5 separate regions of the Mus musculus genome follow, and regions 2, 3, 4 and 5 are each linked to region 1. The links are chromatin contacts, called in public Hi-C, HiChIP or PLAC-seq and promoter capture Hi-C maps. All regions are on one chromosome and are shown on one strand. Each heading gives the region's core, a stretch centred on a gene start, on an enhancer-like site or on the middle of the called end of the contact. The rest is flanking DNA. Distances are from core to core; before and after follow the strand shown. Region 1 holds the start of Fam126a (family with sequence similarity 126, member A). Region 2 holds the start of Prkag2os1 (protein kinase, AMP-activated, gamma 2 non-catalytic subunit, opposite strand 1). Region 3 holds the start of Rheb (Ras homolog enriched in brain). Region 4 overlaps 5031425E22Rik (RIKEN cDNA 5031425E22 gene). Region 5 holds the start of Smarcd3 (SWI/SNF related, matrix associated, actin dependent regulator of chromatin, subfamily d, member 3).

Region 1 (2,615 bases), core at 80-2,579:
GGGTGGGGGTTGGGGGGAGGAGGCTGGTGCCATTGGCAACAGAGCAGTCCTAGGAAAACACACCTCCCAGAACTATCGCATTGTTTCAAGGTTACCCTAATCTTTGTGGCTTTATGTAGATAAAAGTTGTAACAACTGAAAACCTCAAACTGCAACGCGTGGCATGAACCACAGGGCTGGCACATCTCCTGCAAAACCTACCTTGTTACCCAAAGGACACCCAGTGTACAGAAAGCCAGTGTTACCCTGCATGCAACCAGTAGCAGTCTCTGTATCGCAGCAGCACTCCCCCTACCTGAGCAGTGGAGCCGCTGCCCGCGTGCAATAGCGTTTTATCCCAGAAGCGATTCAGTGCAGTGCAAAACCACTAGGGCCAAATTCTTCAGGAACCTCTAAACTCTAAAGGTACAAAGCAAACACATGCACGCTGCAGGGCAGAGACCCAGTTTTGCTGAAGCTTGCAAACCTGGGGTGTTTTCGTGCGGGGAGGGGGGGGGCAAGGAAGGAAAAAAGAACGAAAGGAAGAAAAGAAAGAAAAAAGAAAGAAGCTTACAAAAAAACAAAAACAAAAAACCGTTCAGTGGACAGAAAACCCTGTCGATCCTCGAGGGCGGTCACAGCAGCCGCAGAAGAGGCAGAACTCCAGGGTCCAGCGCGGCGCAGGCAGAAGAGGAGCTCTCCTGGTGGTGGACAGACAGACCGGTCTGGCACTCCGAACCCCCAGCCCCACGGGATTCAAGACCCGAGCGAGCACCGCTCTGAAGAGCACCGGGTCTGCGGAGCCAGCGTGGGCGGCGAGGCCAGGCTTTGGGCGGCGCGGACGGGTGGGCAGTGGCCATAGGCTACGGTGGGCTCTGTGCTAGGCCGACCCTGGGGCACCCCCAGCTCATCGCCCAACCGGGAACGGAGCCTCGTTCACAGCGGGCAGCCGGCCGCGGCCAACTTAGGGTTCTCGGGCCGCGCCTCGCGCGGGAGCCGTTACCCGCAACGGGCCGCCGCCCCAGGACGAAGTCCTACCCGCCGCCGGCAACAGCTTCAGCCCCGCTCCTCCCAGACCAAAGAAAGTTCTCGGTCTCCCGGCGCCTCAGGGGCCGGCGTACGGCTCGCGGCAGACTCACCAGAGCAGCTCCGGACCTACCGCGGCCTCCCCCCACGACCACGGCGACCACGGCGACCACGGCGACCGGGCGACTGCGCTCCGCCGGCAGCCGCGCCACCTGCCCCTCTCCTTCTAGCAGCACGAGTCCGGGCGAGCCATCTTCCCTCCTCTCTCTGACTGACAACCCAGCCCGGACAGCCGCCACTGCCGCCAGCCTCTCTGACAGGCACCACCAGAGACCCGTCCCCAAGCAGCCAACCACCACCGTCCCACACTGGATCAGCCTATCACTGACCCCCAGGGTGGGCCCAGAACAACTTCTCCACCAATGAGAATCTGAAACTATTGATGGGGGGGGGGCGATTTGAGTGGGCGTGGTCTGCGCGATGGGCGTGGTCCGGGAACGCCCAGGGGAGACGATTGACTGTGTGGTTAGTGGTGACAACTAAGAAGTTCCATGAAGGTCTCAGGATCTCTCTGAGCCCTTTAGACCTTAAGTCTTACCAGATGCTTTAAAACGTAATCAGAAAAGGACAGCAAGCTGATATTCAATTACTCGAATCATTTCCCAAAAGTATATCAAAATTTGACCGGATTCTGGGGGGTGTGTGTGGGGTGTGTGTGTGTGTGTGTGTGTGTGTGTGTGTGTGTGTGTCTGTGTGTGTGTGTGTGTGTCTGTCTGTCTGTCTGTCTGTCTGTCTGTCTGTCTGTGTCTGTGTGATTTCGGAAATAGCAATTAAAATACTACCTTTTCTTATGTTCATTGCTTTTGACTTTAGCCTTGAAAATTTCAAATATGGTGTCTAAAAGACAACTGAAGAGTTAAAAAAAATATTACTGCTTTTGCACCCATGTGGAAGCTCACAACCTCTATAACTTCAGTCTCAGGGGATCAGTAGCCCTCTTCTGGCCTCTGCCCTCATCCAGGTACACATGCACCTAACACACACACACACACATAAATTAAAAGAATTTTAATAGTAAAAGGGAGGATGGAGAGTTGGCTCAGAGCTTAAGAGCACTTGCTGATCTTCCAGATGAATGGGGTTCAGTTCCCAGCACCCACATCAGGACTCTAGTACAGCAGATCTGACACTTCTGGCCTCGAAGGTATCTGCACACATATGGTACACATACATACATACACACTCAGCCATACATATATACACATTAAATAAATAAATATTTTTCTTTAGAAAAAAATTAAGTATATTTCTCTACTTTTTTCCATAAGCCATTTTTCGTCTTCCACACCTACTTATCCTACAGATAACGTTTTATATATATATATATATATATATATATAGCCAATACAGCATATGCTCCGAGCTCCCCCTATTACAACCCTCTCAACTCAAATCTGGTTGAATTAGAAAGAAAGAGAGAGAGAGAGAGAGAGAGAGAGAGAGAGGAAGGAAGGAAGGAAGGAAGGAAGGAAGGAAGGAAGGAAGGAAAGAAAGAAAGAAAGAAAGAAAGAAAGAAAGAAAGAAAGAAAGAAAGAAAGAAAGAAAGAAAG
Region 2 (2,615 bases), core at 79-2,578, 870 kb after region 1:
GGAACATTTGGTTTCTTCCATTCAGTTAGGAAGGATGACTGCATGGAGCTGTGAGTCACGCCATGTTACACTGGCTGCAAAGGGAAGAGAAAGAACCACAGAGGGTATCTACAACCAGCTATGGTGGGGAACCCACCAGGGACCAAGCCACCTCTCCAGCCATGCCTTAGAGATTAAGGATGAGCGTTGAGAAGAGGGCACGGGGCAACTCTGTGGACTCCAGGTTAAGATGGGGACGAGGGTTGACTGCTGGCCACTGGATTTGGGGAAGATAAGTTTGTGCTAACCTTGGCAAGTTTGGATGCAGGGCAGAATTGGAGTAAAGAATAAAGAGGAGACCATGGTAATCTTCTGAAAGGAAGATGACCTCACATTGGCCTCCAACATGGGCTTGACTCTAGGGGAGTCTCTGGAATGTTATATGCCATCTTAAAGAGGGCACTTCACCTCTTCCCCCCCTCCCCCCACCCCCGTGACAGGGTTTCTCTGTGTATCTTTGGCAGTCCTGGAACTCACTCTGTAGACCAGGTTGGCCTTGAACTCAGAAATCCACCTGCCTCTGCCTCCCAAGTGCTGGGATTAAAGGCACCACTGCCAGGCTCACCTCTTCTCTTCTGACTTTGCTCTTCTATGACCCAGGGTGTGTGTGTGTAATGCTTTGTGCCTTAGGGTTATCTGAGACTCAGCATAGTTCCACAGTATATGCTAGTAGTCATCAAAAGATCTAGGAGAAGAGAACATTAAAAATGCTTTTCCAATTTTTCCAGTGCTGCTGGACAATCAACACCGTTCCTGTTTACACCTGACAGGTGAAGCTGGAAGCCACAAAGGTCAGAGACAGGCCCAGGACTCTGGCGAGTGGGATGGAGTTCCATTTGGATAGTGATGGGGCCTGGACCCTGGTGGGGTGCCTATAAAGTAGAAAGACAGTCTTCTGGAGGGAAGTTCACGAGTCCCTAGCAGAGTGATGGGAGGTGTTACCTTGGTTCCTAATGACTTTCTACTTGGTTCCATGCACTTGCCAAGGCTGGTGATATGTTCCACTTCTTGCTATCCAACCACTCTATGCACTTTCCTGTTTGTTTAAACCAGTCAGGTATTTTTTTTTTTTTTTCCTTTTAGGTAACACGACCTTTTCCTGTCTGTCTTAGCCTGATTTTGCTTCTTGGACAAAATACACAGCTATTTACTTGGCTCATGATTTTGGTAGCGGGAAGACCTAAGGAGCATAGCGTTTATGTGTGCTGAGTGTCCTACTGGCTGTGTCATAATGGGGGGTGGGGGGGGAGCATCACACAGCAGCCGGTACAAGAGGGTGTGGCTCTATGGACAGAGAAGAAGCCAGACAGCGGGGAGGCTGGCTTCATCCTTTCCAGGATGCCTAGGAAGAACCAATCAATACCTGGGAGACGATACATCTCCTTTCCACGTTACACGGGGACTAAAATTTCATTCCAGAAACTTCTGGGGTGCAGACACCTTCCAAAGCACAGTCCACAGGACAACTCCTGTACCTTCTTAAGCCTAGGACACCGTTAGGATATGTTTGAACCTGACTTTGGATATACTAAAACATGTGGCAATATGTTAAATACAGGGTAAGCTAGGCAGGAAGTTTTCTACTACAGATATTTCATACAATCTTAATTATTCTTGTGGTCAAGAATCAATTTATCCCTGGCCTATAAACTCAGCCAGAGAAGGTCAGAGTTCAGAGAGCACAGACAGACCTTCTGAACCTGTCACTTTGACATGTCTACCACCAGAGGTCAGCACCCCTCATGTCACAGCCAACAAACCGGCAGGCTGACTCTGCAGAGGCTCACTTTTAAAAGCCCCGAGATTCTAGGGAGAAGGAAAGGCTTCATAGGCTCTCAGTGCCTCCCTGGATTCTCCATCCTCATGAAAATTTAATACCACATAGAAACTGTGCACCTGTTCATGTATGGTGACGCCACGGAGGGCCAGACTGCTGCAGTGCCCAAGGTGTGCCATCTCCACAGAGAACCCATCTTCACTCCCTTTAGGCAATTCCCTCCCACCAGGTAAGAATAGTGGGCACAGTTTTTTGTTTGTTTTCTTTCCCCCTTTTTTTTTTTTTTTTTTTTTTTTTTTTTTTTTTTTTTTGGTACACTGGTTATTGGATGCTCTGGAGTCTGACTTCCAAGGAGGAATGGAAAGCAAGCAAGTGGTTACCAAGCGCCAGGCCTGTGTTTGGCAGATACAACCCATAGTGATAGCAATACTAAAACAAAGCTTCAGGAGCTCTGTGGATTGATTACCCAAGGAAAGGCAGCCAAGTCTTCACACGCCAGGGCCTGAGCTCCGAGATGTTTTACTTTCCCAGAGTGGTCCCTGCTCGCTCTGGTGCTCGCGATTTCTCTCTCACACGCTCTGTGTGTGTGTGTGCGCGCGCGCACATTCATGTAAGCATGCATGTTTGGGTGCATGTATGGGTAAGGGCCAGAGGTGGCTACTGGATGTCTTTTTCCATTGCTCTCCACCTTAGTTTTTGAGATAGGCTCTTACAGTGAATCTTGGCAATTCATCTCGTCTGGTTGGCCAGTAAGCTCCAGAGATCTGCCTGTCTACGCTTCCCCAGTGTGCAGGGATTA
Region 3 (2,615 bases), core at 87-2,586, 810 kb after region 1:
TATGCACGTGTCACCTTTCCACTCTAGGCACTCCCATCTGTCACACTGTCTCCGATCTTCCATTCCCTTCCTAAGGAGTTTCTCCAGTTCTTGAGGAGAGAAGGTGAAAAGTAAGCAGGCCCTGACTGATCTTGGTCAAAGAGCACAGAGCCGGGCACCAGCAGTGGAAAGCAGGGTGAGAACGCAGAATGAACCGCCTAGCAGGAGCCCATCCAGTGGGGAAGGTGTTCTACTGCCAGACTCTCCACTCCTCAGTGGTCCCTGTCAAACGCACATTTTCTGGAGACAGTTACATCTTTCAAACAGCACTAAAGATGAACGTGACAGTCCCCTGTTCCGGTCGGTCAAAAACAATAAAGCCTCACCCTGCAGCGTGGTTAAGTTCAAATGTCCTGTATCACACGATGGACTGAATACTACTGTCTGGACACCGCGTTCCCTCCCCACCCCACCCAGGACCACCTCTATTCGGCAAAAAGGTGATTACTAGGAACAACTTTAAATGTATGTCAATCGCTTGGTGGTGGTGTTAGGAAAACAAACGGGCTTTTGAATTACTTTAACAGCCTGGTTCCAAGTGCCTGGCCTTGTTTCTCCTCAAAGGGGAAAAGAAAAATAGGACACATTAGAGACGTCTTTCTCCTCTTCCCTGTGCTGGCTGCCAGATGCTACCTAGCTGGCCTGTGAGGGGTCCAGTCTAGGTTTCTTGGAGGCGGAAAACTTGGTAGCCAAACGTCTTGAAGTTTCCCTGTTTTCTTTAAAAGGCTTAACTTCTTTGCAGATGGAAAGGTCACAAGGAGAGGTTTCCTTTGTTGAAATGCCCGGGGCTTGTGGGATTGGGGAAACGGGTGGGGACAGACCGTGCTTAGAGAAGGCGGGACAGATGCGGGGATCCGACTAGGCTGCTCCGGGCCGCAAGACTCCCGGGCAGTGGCCCGCGGCTCCTACGCCGAGGGAAGGACGCGGCCGCCTCGGCCTGCCGCCCCGCCACCTGTCCGCCGCGCCTGGGGACAGGGGAAGGCGCCGCCGCCTCCACTCAAAATGGAGGTTATGAAACGCGCGCCGCCCGCCCGCCCGCCACATGGCCGCGCCGCCACAAACTTCGCAGGCGCGTCCGCGTCCTGGGGCTCAGCCCCGACATCGCCCGGGCCGCCACTCACCCACAGACCGGTAGCCCAGGATGGCGATCTTCCGGGACTTGGACTGAGGCATCTTGGTGGCCTGCTCAGCCCCGACCCAACCACATTAACCGCGGCGGCGGCGGCTCCTCCGGCTCAGACTATCGGCGGCGGCTGCGCCGGGAGAACGCGGCATACAGAGCACGGCGGCGGGCGCGGCTGCCTCTCGCTCGCTCGCTCGCTCGCTCCTTCTCTAGCTCGCTCAACCGCCCGGAACCGAACGCGCGGGCCCTCCCCCAACAACACACCCACGTGACCGCGCGCGGCCCCGTCTGCGCCGCCTCCCGCCGCCGCCTCCCAGCCCGGAACGCGCGGGGGAGCGTCGGGGAAACGTTTTACTTTAAAGGGAAAAAGCGGAGACGCCCCAAAGCCCCCGGAAAAGTCACGACCGAAACTCGCTGCGTCATGACCCTCCCACCTACTTCCGCCGCTTTTTAATTACGACAATCCTGCCCGAGCTCTGACTGGACGGCTCCCAGACTGCCGCGCGATGACGCAATGGAAACTCCGTCTTCTATTGGGGATTGGAAGGGTGGAGCCAAGGAGAGGTGCCGCTCAGCGGGGAGCTAAAAATAAATTCTGTCTGCTTTTGCTCGGCGGGGCGCCTGCGTGGTCCAAAAGCGTGGCCCTACCGGCGGGTGGGCGGGCGGGCAGGCAACTCCTCAGTGATTGGCTAATGTGGGTGCGGGGGCGGAACCAGAGGCGTGAAGCACGGTGATTGGTGAAGTGCTGAGCCGTTGGCCGACTTGCGCCTGCCGGCCCTTAAAAGGAGCGAGGCGCGTGGCCCTAGCTGACGGACTGTAGGTTGGCTGACACCTCGCTTCGCACTTGTCTATACTTCAAATTACCGTCCTGCTATGTTAGCTTTAGTCTGGGCTTAACGTGGGTGGTGACTAAGCTTTATTCGTGGCTGAGGAACTGTGGGAAGAATGAAATCTGTGCAGCTCGCAAATGTCAGAAATTCCATTAAAAGCAGCGCGAGCTGACCAGTCCTGGTGCCGACTCGGGCAACACGCCGGGTGGCACGCACCTCGCACAGACAGGCGCGCGCGTGGGAGTCCTGCAGCCAGATCAGTGCGTCTTTTCATACTGAACACTCGAGAGGTTATTTCTGGAGAAACGTGAAAGTCAGCCATTGTCAAAAACGCCGAGGAAAAGGAGGAGGCTTAGCTGTCTGGTGTGGGCGGGCCATGCCTGAAAAGGGAAGGCTGTCATATTTTCTACAACAGTCGTACAGGCAGAAAGCTCTTGTTTCCAGAGAACTAGAGGAGTTGAGATATCCTCATATTGAAGAACAGGGTGGAAAGCTAGACCCTAGGCCTAGTTCATCGAAGTCCAAACTAAAGGCTAGGCCTGGAAATAAAGGTGCCAAGAGAGAACAGCACACTTGTCCTTAATTTTTTGCCCTTCACAATAGACTTATTTTTATAGGGTCTC
Region 4 (2,615 bases), core at 46-2,545, 610 kb before region 1:
CATTTTTACCTCTCTGTGTGAATTGTGGATGCTGGCTGTGTCATTCAGTCGTGGGTTTGGTGTCCTGCAGAGATTTGTAGACAGCAAGTGTAAAGAAATCAAACCCCCAGCCTGAAACAGGGATGGTCCAACTGTTCCCTGTATATTCCAACCTGGTGGGTCCGCGGTAAAGCACAAGTTTGGGGTTATTTTTTGTGTAATAATCTTTTACTGTTTAAATCTTCATCGCTGCCTCCTAAGTTATCCCAAACACATTATTACATCGTTAGTGCACCTAAAACAGCAAAACAACAACAAACCCCAAGCGACTTCACTCCTGCTTTTGTCCCCTAATCTATACCCAGTTCTAAACCACCTAGCCAAACAGTGAAGCCGCGCCCTAAAAATAAACGGGCACATGTGTGAAAACTTCTAACACCTAGAAACCTACAATGTACTTAAACTCAGCCTGATTTTTCCCTGTAAACTAAAATCATGGTAGGACTACCCAACTTGGCCTTGTCCATCACCCTACAGCATATTTATTCAGTATGGACCTGCAAAAAAGGAAGCCACACAAAAAAGAAGCATCCCTTAGAAACCAGAAGCCAGTAAAGTCTGCTTTGGAGGGATCAGTTATACTGAAGAGCTGTCAAAATACACACTCATGTGCTACAGCATGCTTCTCCATACCTTCATGTTTTAGGTGGTGATACCCAGCAAAGTTAATCATCCCCCCGCCCCCGCAACTCCCCCACCCACCATTCCCTTCTTTCTCTGTTAGTTACTACTGCATATCTGGTATACATTATCTCATTTAATCCATCAATCTAATTTAAGTGAGAAAAGGCTGGACTAAAGAGATTATATTTCAACAAGGACACTGCTCTACTTCCCCAAACTGAGCATCATGAAACTAACCAGGCATGATGTAATTCTGTAACCCAAGTCCTCAAAAAGATCGGGCCAAATGCAAGACCGCTTCAAAAACAAAAGCAAAAAAATTGTTATTTCCACTGGGCGCAGACTAACCACCATCAGCATTTCCGGAAGATGGCGGCTGCACTGGGCTCAAAATGTGAGCTGGAAGCTCAGACGACCGAGTTAAGCAGGAAGCTGCACTACGGTGCTTTACAGCGAGGATTAAAGAAGGGATAAGCTCGGCCGCTGTATGTAGCCTCGTCGCTCTGCTCCGTGAAGGTCCCAGGAAAACGCCGCCCGGCTCGAGCGCCGCGCACCCGGCCAGCCTGCAGGCGCAGCTCCCGCAGCTGCTCTCCCGAGCGGAAGGGCAGCCGCCGTGACGCAGACAGCGCCGGGGAAACGCCCTGCTCTGTGGTACAAGCACTCGCTCTGTCACTGTGGGACTCAAGGCTTGAGGTCTAGAGCACAAGCCCACGCTATGCTTCGCCAAGAGGTGTTTTTCCTCTGGTGTAAAATTTGGCAGCCACAACGGGGTAGCTTGGTTTTATCCATGGTTAGGACACGCCGGCTATAGGTATTATACGGTAAAAGCCCGATTACTACAAAAGGTCAAAACTAAGCTACTGAACCACTCGTCAATCAAACCGGGCTTAAGAGAATGGATCCTCAGTACTTCTCACTAAAGAAAAATCCTTTCCTACAGCTTTTCACTCAGGCCACTTTTACTGGACTAATTTCTAATGTCAGTTAGGGAAAGGATCACTCCAGTTGAAAGCTACAAGAACATTAAACGCTAGAATAGCTAGCTGCGCGTTACAGGCATGGTGATGTATGCCTGTAACCTGAGCTAGAAACAGGAAAAAAAAAAAGGCGTTGATCTTTTGACTACCAAGTGATTTCGAGGCCAGCCTGAATTACACGAACCACGCCTCGCCTTTAAAAAATAAAATTATTTAGTCCCATTAGGGCACCATTATGTCTAAGCTTCATTATTTGTCAGCCTTCTCTTAGAATCTGAACACCTTGCACAGGATTTCTAAGCAGGAGTGTCCATGGAGAATTTAACAGGATCTGTGCACTATGCTACTCTACGCACATTAACAGCATTCCGAGAAGGGATCCGCCTTTCAGAAGCATTAATTAGGATGGATTTCTGGTTCCGAATTCCTGCAGTGTATTGTGCCAAGCCTGTAACTCTAGAGGCAGTGTTGAGTTGGTGGTCAGTCAGTCTGAGTCACCTGAGACCTCGTTTAAACTCTTGCCCACCCTCGTCCTCGAAAAGCAACCCACATTAAGGTCATGTGGACCATGGAGTCAATCTTATAAAAAACCTTCTCAACCTATGTAAAAGCTAAGTCTCCAACTCCTCATACTTCCTGAGAGCCGGGGCTGCAGTGATTTCCCACTATGCCTAGATTTTCTATTAGGACTATTTTTCAATTGTGGCTGGGTTCACAGACTTCTACCCTAACTTTTGCTGGGGATTGAGCCCAGTGCTTTCCCAGAGCTACGCCTCACTCAGCCCCTAACCCCTCCCCTTCCCTCAGTACTAAGAATCAAACGTGCTGGAACTGACGAAGACTACATTTCAACTCAAGGCAGGTGATCTCCTATGTTTGAGGCCAGTCTAGTCTATAAAGCAAGTTCCAGGCCAGCCACTGAGAACTTGTCCTCTAAACAAGACAAACCCATGACCTGAAGCATACTAAACAAGT
Region 5 (2,615 bases), core at 30-2,529, 570 kb after region 1:
ACAGAGAAGCCCTCTTCCCTATCAGCCACTCTCCTATTCATCAAGGCCACTGATACTGTTGGGTCTAATGAGGCCCTGAGAAGAAGGCTTCTAGGGGCCCCCAGGAGCCTGCCATCAGTAACAGCCTCATAAGGGTCAGATTCTGGGGGCCCTTGCCTCTCACTGAAATGGTGCTTCCTGGAGTCACAACCAAATTTGGCCATAGTAAATATGACTGACTCTTCCCTCCATATGCCCAGGCTTAGAGCTCCTCACAGCAGGCTCTCCACCTCAATAGGTTCCTGGGTACCCTCAGACTCCTCACATGTCTTCGTGAGTGTGTGAGTGTGTGTGTGTGTGTGTGTTAGAACGGTATAGTACTATCCCTTTGGTTTCTAGGCCTCATGTCCCCAACTCCTGCCCCTCCTTCACACCTTTGAGGTGTTAAGGTCATCAACTTCTGGTGGCTGAGCCTGCCAAGGAGATCTTCTGACTGCTTAACTTGAGGTCTCACAAGTAGACCCTTCTCAGCTCTGACAGCAGGGCCAAGTCCTCAAGGCCCTCCTGCTAGGATGCAGAGGTTGTTCAGCAGAGAGCTTTTGCTCTTAGGTCACCTGCTCCTAGCTGCTCAGACCTAGTCGGAGTGACCCTGTCCCAAAGGATGAACAGGGACAACAGGCAGCCCTGCCCTAGCTGTGTGTTCGAGTCACCACCCCACCCCCACCCCCAGGGCAGGGGTAACACCTGAGCCCACCAGTAAAAGAATGTGAGACATGTCAGTTACAGAGGGGACCCCCCTCTTGGGGGAGGCACGGTGCCCACATCCCACCCCTTGCCCCTGAGAAGAACCCAAGCCGACGCCTCTCTTCCCGGCCGCCGCGCGCCCATCCCCAGCCGACCGCTTGGCGACGTGTTCGGATGCCAGGGCGCCCGCAAGGTCCCAGGGTTGGGCCGTGACCGTGCGCCCCTCAACCAAAGGGGTGGGAGAGCCGGAGCGCGCCGGCGGCCCCTCCCGATCATCCCTCCATTCAGCCCGAGCCAGCTCGCTCACCCTCCCCCGCTAACTTTCCCCCACTCACCACCCCATGGACCAGAAACTCAAAAAGTTTGCTTTTCGTGGCTTTGCGCGCCCCTCCGGCAACTTCGTCCGCGGCCATCGGGGTGGGCTCAGCGGCTCCTCTCACTCTCTCTCTCTCTTCCTCTTTCTTTCCCTTTTCTGCCTTTTTTTTCCTCCAACTCTCCCCTCTGAGTCCTGCTGGGCTCTCTCACACTTCTACTCGAGCGGAGTGGGGAGGGGGCCCCTTCAGGGCTGCCCTGACGGCCCACGGCCCACGCCGCCGCCGCCGCCCGCCCGCCGCCGCCGCCGCCGCGGCTGCCGCATTCCTGCACTGATAAGACAGAAATAGTCCGGCGGCCCGGGGTCTGCCTGCGACGCGCCGGGGACGGAGCGGCCCTCCTGTGCACTCCGCGTGGTCCAAGCGGCGCACAGAAGCGGCGAGACGAGCCGATCTGCCCGGAGGCTGCGCGATGGGCAGCTGCGCTGCGCCCAGGCCGCCCGGGGCCCATCGGTGGCGGCTCGGGGAGGGAACACCACGGGAGGTGACAAGGGGCTCGCCAGCCACTCTGCCCTCGCCACAAATAGTTTCTCGGTTAGGGAATTCGCCGACATGGCCAGGCAGGGAACAGACAGTTCCAACTTTTTTCCCCCAAGTGGCTCCTGCAGCATTTCTGAGGCCCTTTCCCCTGGGACCAGGCAGGCCAAGTAGGGAAACATTTGCTGGAAGGAATCTGGGGGGGAACCCGAGCCCGAAGCAGGCCTTGCTCCTGTCCCAGGGCCAGCGCGGTGGGTGTGCCGGGCTAGGCGGGCTCCCGGGCGCCCGCAGATGTGTGTGCCCTTGTCTCGCACACCGTGTGTCTGCACCCTTTTGTGGCACGGCGCAGAGGCTGTGGGTGTGGATGTTTATGTGCGTGCACTGACAAACGCCCAGTCTGTGTGCTTCCCTTCACAAGAGCCGCCGAGCCTGCGCGCGTGCGTGCGGGGCAGGACACGGCCTGTGTCTTTCAGCTCTGTTGGAGTCTATTTCTGGGCTTGTGAGTCTTTGTTTGTCTCTGTGCGAGAAAGTGAGGGCAATAGGGGAAATATTTCCGAAAAGGGGACATGGACTGGACTCATGAGAACAGGAGGAGTACATTGTGAGGAATGGCGCGGATCCAGGGTGGGTACTTGGGTGGGTAGGAGGAAAGGGTGAGGCAAGCAGGGCTTGATGGCTTTGGCGCGGAGACCCAGAGAGCTCGGGATTGGTGAAGTCCGCCCCAGAACCGAAGAGAAAGCAGGAGTGTGGGGTAGGAAGACGAGGAAACCCTAAATGGGACAGTGTGGATAGAACTGGCCATCCCTGGAGGGGAGGAAGAACAGAAAGGAGGGGACAAATCCTGAGATCCCTAGGTTGAGCCCAAGCTCCGCCCATTCCACAAGCCACGCCTGTCCCCACCTTCTGAAGGAGGAGTCCGCGGGTTTCAGGACAATCAAGGGTCAGGTTTATGGGCTAGCTGGGGCTGCCGCTGAGAGAGGGACAATGCCTGAGGGAACTTGTGGGAACACATACAATTTGAGCCCTCAAGACCCATTGCACCGA

The links. Promoter capture Hi-C pulls out the DNA fragments that hold promoters and counts their contacts. Hi-C and Micro-C count contacts between places; a contact is called where the count stands out from the background. HiChIP or PLAC-seq counts read pairs in DNA pulled down with a chosen protein or histone mark.
Region 2: a contact with region 1 is called in an HNF4G HiChIP or PLAC-seq map of pancreatic cancer cells. The contact joins the promoter of Prkag2os1 here to the promoter of Fam126a in region 1. A contact is called at or near these places in 1 of 39 promoter capture datasets (pre-B cells) and 2 of 115 datasets of contacts at active chromatin or transcription factors (memory CD8 T cells and pancreatic cancer cells).
Region 3: a contact with region 1 is called in a promoter capture Hi-C map of pre-B cells, with 5 times the contacts expected there. The contact joins the promoter of Rheb here to the promoter of Fam126a in region 1. A contact is called at or near these places in 4 of 39 promoter capture datasets (the C10 cell line, liver and pre-B cells).
Region 4: an H3K4me3 HiChIP or PLAC-seq map of craniofacial prominence shows a contact between it and region 1, with 4 times the contacts expected there. The contact joins the enhancer-like site here to the promoter of Fam126a in region 1. A contact is called at or near these places in 3 of 39 promoter capture datasets (cranial neural crest, neutrophils and pre-B cells) and 3 of 115 datasets of contacts at active chromatin or transcription factors (craniofacial prominence, pancreatic cancer cells and thymic regulatory T cells).
Region 5: a Hi-C map of uterus shows a contact between it and region 1, with 2.9 times the contacts expected there. The contact joins the promoter of Smarcd3 here to the promoter of Fam126a in region 1. A contact is called at or near these places in 1 of 39 promoter capture datasets (pre-B cells), 1 of 484 Hi-C or Micro-C datasets (uterus) and 1 of 115 datasets of contacts at active chromatin or transcription factors (pancreatic cancer cells).

What each region holds. Positions count from the first base shown.
Region 1 is chr5:24,029,361-24,031,975 of GRCm38.p6, forward strand. It overlaps Fam126a (family with sequence similarity 126, member A), which reads right to left and starts at 1,330. Exons shown (of 11, transcript NM_053090.3): 1 at 1,119-1,330.
Region 2 is chr5:24,901,241-24,903,855 of GRCm38.p6, forward strand. Prkag2os1 (protein kinase, AMP-activated, gamma 2 non-catalytic subunit, opposite strand 1) reads left to right here and starts at 1,329. Exons shown (of 7, transcript NR_040684.1): 1 at 1,329-1,598; 2 at 1,925-2,045. All of the region lies in intron 5 of Prkag2 (protein kinase, AMP-activated, gamma 2 non-catalytic subunit), which reads right to left.
Region 3 is chr5:24,841,025-24,843,639 of GRCm38.p6, forward strand. Rheb (Ras homolog enriched in brain) reads right to left here and starts at 1,337. Exons shown (of 8, transcript NM_053075.3): 1 at 1,161-1,337. The coding sequence starts at 1,212.
Region 4 is chr5:23,417,281-23,419,895 of GRCm38.p6, forward strand. All of the region lies in intron 1 of 5031425E22Rik (RIKEN cDNA 5031425E22 gene), which reads right to left. Among named protein-coding and RNA genes, the nearest start is that of 5031425E22Rik, 15 kb to the right of the region's middle. Within about 2 kb of position 1,296, at least 443 of the 459 cell types and tissues checked have an H3K27ac peak or open chromatin away from gene starts, as enhancers often do. A contact at or near this core is called in craniofacial prominence, neutrophils, pancreatic cancer cells and 2 more, where this site is marked.
Region 5 is chr5:24,600,723-24,603,337 of GRCm38.p6, forward strand. Smarcd3 (SWI/SNF related, matrix associated, actin dependent regulator of chromatin, subfamily d, member 3) reads right to left here and starts at 1,280. Exons shown (of 13, transcript NM_025891.3): 1 at 1,059-1,280. The coding sequence starts at 1,136.